2 separate regions of the Gossypium hirsutum genome follow, and region 1 is linked to region 2. A link is a contact called in public Hi-C data. All regions are on one chromosome and are shown on one strand. The core of a region is the stretch at or near the end of the contact, and the rest is flanking DNA. Distances in the headings are between cores, read along the strand shown. Region 1 holds the start of LOC107888744 (tubulin beta-8 chain). Region 2 holds the start of LOC107888285 (short-chain dehydrogenase TIC 32, chloroplastic).

Region 1 (4,707 bases), core at 2,172-4,671, 700 kb before region 2:
AGAAATAAATAATATTTAATTTGGAAAATAGAAAATATGTATTGGGTTGGATTAAATTATAAAGTATTAGTTAAAAATTCAGGAAACACATATAATTAGACTCTATATAGGAAAGGCCTAAATCCTCTCATACAAGATGAGAGGGGCGTCAACCTTAGTAGTTTTTACTAGGGTGAGCCACCCACCCCTGCTGGAGTTGGAGTAGGAGTGTGTTTTCTATTAAACAAATATTATTTGTGTAAGTCTCATTTAGGCAGAATTCTCCTATCTCTCCCTATAAATAGATAGCATTAGTAGAGCTATTAACACTAGTTTCATATATTGTTATTCTGTCAGAAAGTACTGCAAATTTATTTTCTTAGACTAAATTTTATTTGTTCAGAATAATGATTTCTACTAGTTTCTATTAAGAGAATTATTTTCCTATTGAAAAGGTAATAAATTTGTTTCTTATTCTGTGTTTGGTTCATGTTGCTTGAGCTCACATTTGGCGCAATTCGAAATACGAAGATAGTGGAGAAGCTCGTTTGGGTAAAAGTCAAGAACGATTCAAACTAGTCTTGCACAAAGCACATATGTTTTTTTTTTGTAAAAATTTATTTCTATAAATATTATAAATCGGCTTGGTTTAAAAAAAATTAAACTTCCACTGAATTTTTCTAACAACATTATCTACCAATTGACATATAAAAGAGATTATATAAATATTTTATTATAAGTGAATCTAAAAATTCCATTAACAATATATCAAATACTATTCCTGATAAAATATCATACTTTTTTCTCACCCATTTTCTTTTTTGTTTAATCTATTACATAACAAAAGGCGTAATTTTTAAGTATCGAATATAAACCATAGGACCTAATTTCTTTGTACGAAACTTCAAATTAACCCAAACCTATCCTCAACCGAAGAGACTTCAGTTTCCTCAAAGCCTCGACAATAACGAAGTAAAAAGGGGCCATCTGAAAAAGTATGTATCCACTTTTTCTTGTTCGTTAGCTTGATCCTAATATCCAATATTTTATAAAATCATTAATCATAAAACGGACCAAATCAGAACTACTAACTAATAAAATAACTTGTGCCCTTGGCGATTATGATTTATGAAATCCTGTAATGATATCAACCGGATGCCTACGGATAAATTGTGCAATCGTTCCCATGAAAAAGGATCAAATTTTGGCAAATCACTGTTTCTCTCAATGAGAGTTACAGAAGATCACACAAAAATGAGATGGGATGGGTGACTTCACTCTCTCTCTCTACATTACCATAACATAAGAGTGATTTCTAATATATTTATAGTACCAAATTCCATAGTTACCAAAAAGCAACATCCCATATAAAACCATATGCATCCGTACGAGTCTAGTATCTACTGATGTAAAGATGTTCGTAAACAAAAATACATAAGCCAGGAAACAACATTTCTAACACCCAAACAAGGTATTCAGGTTGAAAGAACAGAAACATTTTCCAAAACGTTAAGAAAGCAAACAGTAAGAAACACACACTACTACTATTCCTGGAGTTCCTCCTCCTCATCCTCCTCCTCCTCATAATCATACTCCTCATCAGCTGTTGCATCTTGATATTGTTGGTACTCTGAAACCAGATCGTTCATGTTGCTCTCAGCCTCCGTAAACTCCATCTCATCCATTCCCTCCCCAGTATACCAGTGCAAGAAAGCCTTCCTGCGAAACATGGCAGTGAACTGCTCACTTACTCTGCGGAACATTTCCTGAATAGATGTCGAGTTTCCAATGAACGTTGAGGCCATCTTCAAGCCAATTGGAGGAATATCACAAACAGTAGACTTCACATTATTGGGGATCCACTCCACAAAGTATGATGAGTTCTTATTCTGCACATTAATCATTTGTTCATCGACTTCCTTGGTGCTCATCTTGCCACGGAACATGGCTGAAGCAGTCAAGTATCGCCCATGGCGAGGATCAGCAGCACACATCATGTTTTTGGCATCCCACATTTGTTGAGTGAGCTCGGGAACAGTAAGAGCCCTGTATTGCTGTGACCCTCGAGAAGTAAGTGGAGCAAAGCCAACCATAAAGAAATGCAGGCGAGGGAATGGAATGAGATTGACGGCAAGCTTGCGTAGATCTGAGTTTAATTGACCAGGGAAACGAAGGCAGCATGTCACACCACTCATGGTGGCAGAAATCAAGTGGTTCAAGTCTCCAACTGCATTCAATCAGGATGAACAAATGAAATCAACAGACCTTTTACAGTTGAAATATGAAATAACAGCAACGTGAAAAAGATTGACGTACAGCTTGGAGTAGTGAGCTTCAGAGTACGGAAGCAAATATCATATAAAGCTTCATTGTCCAAAACCATACATTCATCAGCATTCTCAACAAGCTGGTGAACAGAGAGAGTAGCATTGTAAGGTTCGACAACAGTGTCAGACACCTTAGGGGAAGGGAACACAGAGAAAGTGAGCATCATTCGGTCTGGGTATTCTTCTCGGATCTTGGAAATCAAAAGTGTTCCCATGCCCGATCCAGTTCCTCCTCCCAATGAATGGCATACTTGAAATCCTGAAATATTAGAAAATGATTGTCAAATCATTAGATGTCAGGAAATAGAAGAAAGCAAATTCCAATCTAAAGCTAGATCATAGATTCCGCAAAATTTTTAAATCACACCTAAAAAGCATAATATTCGAATTGAGAATGATATAGATTTATTTGAGCAACCAAATAGAGAACCTTCCTTCCGAAACTTGAAATTTGCTAATAAGTTGAAAATTCAAACTAAACAAGCACATAAAACCTTCCTAAATTGTCAGATCCATGCTGAAAGTAACATAAAAGAACCACTTACGAGTTAAACCAACAGTTTGAAAAAGTAAAGCCAACAAATCCTTCTTCTACGGGCTAATCTAACTCTAAACTTGAAAAATCCAAACCAAAAAAAAAAAGCATGCTTAAAATTATTAAAACACACGTTACCTTGCAAGCAGTCACAGTTTTCGGCTTCTTTCCTCACCACATCTAGCACTGAGTCGATCAACTCGGCCCCTTCCGTGTAATGACCCTTGGCCCAGTTATTCCCTGCACCGGACTGGCCGAAAACAAAGTTGTCAGGCCTGAAAATCTGCCCGTACGGCCCGGATCTAACACTATCCATAGTGCCAGGCTCCAAGTCCATAAGGACGGCTCGTGGAACGAACCTCCCGCAACTCGCTTCATTGTAGTAAACGTTAACGCGCTCCAGTTGCAAATCATTGTCCCCTTGATAGCGTCCCGTTGAATCTATGCCGTGCTCGGCGCAAACCACCTCCCAAAACTTGGCACCGATCTGGTTGCCGCACTGCCCTGCCTGAATATGAAGAATCTCACGCATCTTTCCTAGGACTCGGATTTCAGAGAAAGTCCAAAGAAAATGAATTTTCAGTGAGGTTTTTTTTTTTTTTCTGAAATGAAAGACGGAAACAGAAGAATTATATAGGGAGGAGATGACAGAAGGTGGTGCTTGCCGTTAGGGTTGACGGAGGTGCGTGACGGCTGACGAGGCCATTAAGCTTAATAAAGGGGGATATTTCGAATTTTGAAAATTTCGGGAAAAAGGAATAACCCCTGGGTTTAAATGAAAAACGAAATCTTTACGCGTAGTTGATAGGGTTGAACATGACGCGCGATTTTCATCATGCCATCATGCGAGTGTGTGTCTTCAGATGATTTTATTGTGCGTGAGCATGAGGGTGGAGAGTGTGACCACGTGATTTTGGGAGAGATCCATGTGACTGCCACTTTGGCTACCGTCGAGGCGAAGGGCGTGTTTGGGTTTTCCATTTTTTTTTTCTTTCTTATTAAGATATTTGTCAAAAACATACTTGAAATTTTATCACACACCTATTACCAAAACAATTACAAATGTAAAATATAAATATGTATTTAAAATTAATATAAAATAAATAATACATATAAAATATATATGATACTAAAATAAAAAATTTAAATTAAATTATAAGTAAAAAATTTAGACACGTAAATACATCAAATAAATAATACTAAATGCACTATAATTATTTATCAAGTTTTTGTCATCAATTGTGAGTTAATCTCGAGTTAGTTTGTGACATCAATTCAATAAATAGCACTATAAATACTAGAAATTCTATCACACACGTGTGTATATATATGCGAAAACCACATATTTAAAATATAGATATGTGTTTAAAAATAACATATAATAAATTATAAGTAAAATGGACAAAAAATAAATTAAATTGTGAGTAAAAAGAAATTTAGAAATTTAAATATATAACTGATGGAAGTAGTAAATTATGCATATTAAAATAAAAATGTATGAAAATTATTATACATAGTAAATTGGTGTGGGTTCAAATCCTACGACATGCATAGTTTTATTTTTATTTTTAAATTAAAAAGATTAAACTAGCCTCAAATAATATAATTTATTTTAATATAGAAGGTCATTTTTGTAATTTCTCTAATAGGATTAGTATCCGTTTGATTTATGACATTAACATACTCAAGGATTTTATTAATAGTAAGTGAAGATATACAAATTATGAAAGTAATAAATTGTGCATATTAAAATAAATATGTATACAATATATCAAAAATGAAGTTTTAGTTGAGTAGTAAATTTAAGCTTTTATTAATCTAATTGGGGTAGCTTCAAATCTTACCATATGCATATTTTTATTAGTT
Region 2 (4,167 bases), core at 734-3,233:
TTTTAATTTTATTACACTATTAGTAGAAAATGTTATATATATATTACCATTTAAAAAAATTAATCACTACAGTCGATAAACTTGTGCATTGTACGAGAAAGAAAACTAGAATATAATTATATTATAAGGTTTAAGACCCTAACTAACATCAACACTTATTTTTTCTGACACATGGCATATCTATAATATTAACACGTGAACTTTCAAATTACTTTTATCATGTAAAAACGATAAATTATCTTATGGATTCTTCCCACCATATCATCTATGGTCCCTTTCTAATTATCTAATGACATTTCAATATTTTTTATGTCATTGACACATAATTTTGGTAATTCTTTTACCTCGAACCCAGAACCTTGATTTTATACCCTAAACCTTAAACTCAAACCTTGATTCCAAATTCAAACTCTAATTAAAACCCTAAATCTTGAACTCTAAACCCTTAAGGTTTAGGGTTTAGAGTTCAAGTTTGAGATTCAAATTTAAAGTTTGGGGTTTTGGTTCGGGTTTAAGGTTTAGGTTCATGGTTTGAACTTCGGTGGTTATGTTCAGGGTTTGAGGTACTTAGTAAAAAAATTGCCAAAATTATGTGTTAATGACATGATTTTTTTTAAAAAATATCATTAAAAATTTAAAAAATGAAAATAGATAATGGGATGAGAAGAGTCAGTAAAATAATTTATCTGCGAAAGAATATCATTTTAAAAACAAATTGGGATAATTTTCGTTTCAAAAAAATTGGAATAACTTTGTTTTTCAGTGCTTTCTACATTACTAATTAAATAAGTTAACAATTGTTTTGAAAACTAACTTAATTTTATCCAAATTACTAATTCTTTATATTTACAAAATGCTTACCAAATACAATATTGAAAATTATTGAAAAAAATAATTAAATAAAACATATTTAAATAAAATACACATGAAAGCACAAGTAAGAAAAATGTAAGGAATAAATTAATTTTTTATTATCATATATTAACACCGTTATTGAATTTTTTTTATTTACTCACTTTCAAAAAAATATAAAGACTAAATTAATTTTTTTAAGAACTGATTTGTCGAATTTGAAAATTGACAAAACCATACATAGTATTTATACTTGAATAGATGACTTACCACACAAAATTAGCACGTGCTTCACTGCTTAAAATAATAAAACTGTATTAAAGGTAGCAAATATTATTATATCCACGACTAGTGAAGTAAAAGAACTCTATATAAACGAATTTAAAAAGATGTTCAATGTTTTTTTAAAACTATTATTCTAATTATTAGTTAGTTATTATGGGCAGAGACATTTTCTTTCTTTAACAAAGTAAAAGACAACAAAATCATCACATTATTGAGTTGTCAATTACTTAATATTAGGTGTTTATGGGATGGTCTACCTAGATTTGGGTCAAATTTAAATATAATATTTATATATTTTATATTTGTTTAAATTTATTTTTACTTAATTTAAAATATAAGTTTAAAATTTTGTTAAAGCTCGCTAATATTTACAAATGATTAACCAAAATCTAAAATCACTCATATTATATTTTTAATTTTTTTTAAAAATTATGTTATTTTAATTTAACATTTTTTATTTATTGAAATTTTTTATATATTTATTTTAATATTTATATTAGACTAATATTATATATTTAGTATAATTTTATTTATTTATAAGTTATAAATTACATAATGCATATATATAAAATATTATGTACTTGAAAACAGGTTAGACCAAACTTAAACCTTAAATGTTTGAGTCTAATTTATTTTTTAAATGAATTTAAATTTTTTCTATCTAAACTGATTTTTTAAATTTAATATTTTTATTTTTTACTTTCTCAAAATTTGAGCGAGTCTTAATGCTGATAGTACGTACGTGTGAACAGGTAGACCCCCATACTCAATATTCAATTAAGGCTTCACAATGCAATGGGAAAGCTTTTATATTTTCATTAAGCTAATTTCACGATAGATAAGTACGTTCACCCCGAAACGCAGCCGTTTATGATGATTTTGCAACTATTGTTGTAGGGTCTAGATAACGTACGTCAGGTTGGCTTGGCAAAATACAGACTTCACAACTCACTGTCTTCAAGGCTGTGTGACCCTCATTCCTCGTACACATTTCCTACTTCAAATCTGTCTTTATAATCACAGTCGAAGAGTCCTTGGAGTTTGTGAATGACCCTTATTGCATACAGGTAAAGAGTCTGTTATTTACAAACATGTGGCTGTTTGGCAGAAAAGGGCCATCTGGGTTTTCGTCATCTTCCACAGCTGAGGAAGTTACACAGGGGATCGATGGCACTGGTCTCACTGCCATTGTTACAGGTTTATCGACTTTTAAAATTTCGCATGCAGTGAGGAAACTATTTTGCTATGTTCTTATTTCTCGCATGTAATGTAATTTTCTTGCAGTTTTTTTTTTTTCTCCTGATGTTTCTGTTTTGAGTCTTTGACATTTGGATGCATAATTTATGTTGATAGAGAATATGAGAAGTAGAAATTTTATGGTTTCTGTTCTGCCTAGTTTGTGTTTGTTACTTTGTTTGTATCTTTGTCTTTGGCCTCGCTCCTCACATGATTCTGGCATGAACAGTGAAACGAGATCCAGATGAGGGAAGTGATTTTTTTTTCTCAGCTGTAAACAATTCCAATACATTTCTATTTCTTTTTTAATTATTCTACTTAAGCATGTTACAGTTCAACGATGATGCGATGTCCTATAGTGTGGTCAGTAGCCATTGATAGATATTCTGGTAACCAAATTAGGGGGAATTTGCCATTCTGATATCATATGAGTTTAGCTTCCATAGCTGCCTTTAGTGTTGGGTGTACCTTGCTTCCTCTTATTGGTAAGGTTAAACAAGGAAACTATCCCTTTTCCCATTTTCATACCCTGAAACTGAGACCCTTTGCTAGTCTTTGTCATGCTAGGCCACAGGTCTCACCACCTAAGTTCACAGACTTCTTCAGACTATGGACATAAATAATGAGTCAAAGACAGTAATTCTTCCTGGTTGATCTGTTTGGTTATGTAGAAATATTGCTGTCATGGGGCAACACTTCAGTGTTTTAGGGATGTGGCTGAAGGTCTTTGGTTGCAGATTTCTCAAACTTTAGGATGAGTATAACTTATAATCTTGCATGGGGATGCAGATGTAAGCATTTATGAGACCCTTGACCTTTAGGTATGTTGATTGAAAAAAGGTATTGGTTTGTTGGCCATGTTCCATCATTTATTGCTTGGCTTTGGCTTGATAGGTACTTAATCCTAACCATGTACACGTTGCATAAGTTGTTTGGTTCAATCGTTTTCTTATGTTTCTAACAAGCATAATTTCTCTTTCATGGTGAACGTAATTATAGGAGCATCCAGTGGTATTGGCACTGAAACCGCACGTGTTCTTGCTCTGCGTGGTGTTCATGTAATTATGGGGGTCAGGAATGTGGCTGCTGGTAGAGATGTTAAAGAAGCAATTGTGAAGGAAATTCCAACAGCTAAAGTTGATACAATGGAATTAGATCTCAGTTCAATTGCATCTGTGAGGAAATTTGCAGCAGATTTCAGCTCCTCAGGTCACCCTCTGAATCTCCTTATGTAAGTAGACAATGAGAGTGGGCAGCCTTTTATATATCAATTCCCAGCCACAGTAGTGACTAAGTTTATAGTCATCTGCTTGTTAAATCTGCTATTTGTGACATCAATCTCCAACTCCCAGTCTGCTTACCGATGTATTCATGATTAAACAACTTCCTGCAATAGTCTTTTTAGGCAATCATTTAAACAAGAATATAAAACTTGTTTTCTTTGCTGTCAGCAATAATGCAGGAATTATGGCAACTCCTTTCATGCTTTCAAAGGACAATATAGAACTACAGTTTGCAACCAATCACATAGGTATGTTAGCATAAACTTGATCCCAATGGCATTCTCTTCTTGACATTTTGAAGCTTGAACATACAACTCTGTAATAGAAATGGATAATCTTTTCCAGTGTTTACTTTATGGAAGCAGCCCATTTTCATAGTGATGGTGAATTTAGAACATCTAGGTATAAAAATACATCTAGGTATAAAAATAGTTTTTTCCATCTCGTTTTCCTCTCTCTGAACTCTAAATCTAAACATAGCTTGTTTTGCAACCTCTACAATTATTGTTCA

The links. A called contact is a pair of places that touch in the nucleus more often than the background predicts.
Region 1: a contact with region 2 is called in a Hi-C map of leaf, with 2.2 times the contacts expected there. The contact joins the promoter of LOC107888744 here to the promoter of LOC107888285 in region 2. A contact is called at or near these places in 9 of 34 Hi-C or Micro-C datasets (leaf, petal and seedling).

The regions. Positions count from the first base shown.
Region 1 is chrA09:23,457,227-23,461,933 of Gossypium_hirsutum_v2.1, reverse strand. It overlaps LOC107888744 (tubulin beta-8 chain), which reads right to left and starts at 3,421. Exons shown (of 3, transcript NM_001326752.1): 1 at 2,980-3,421; 2 at 2,296-2,565; 3 at 1,348-2,206. The coding sequence starts at 3,373. The coding sequence ends at 1,524.
Region 2 is chrA09:22,752,724-22,756,890 of Gossypium_hirsutum_v2.1, reverse strand. It overlaps LOC107888285 (short-chain dehydrogenase TIC 32, chloroplastic), which reads left to right and starts at 1,983. Exons shown (of 8, transcript XM_016812343.2): 1 at 1,983-2,334; 2 at 3,373-3,604; 3 at 3,825-3,904. The coding sequence starts at 2,229.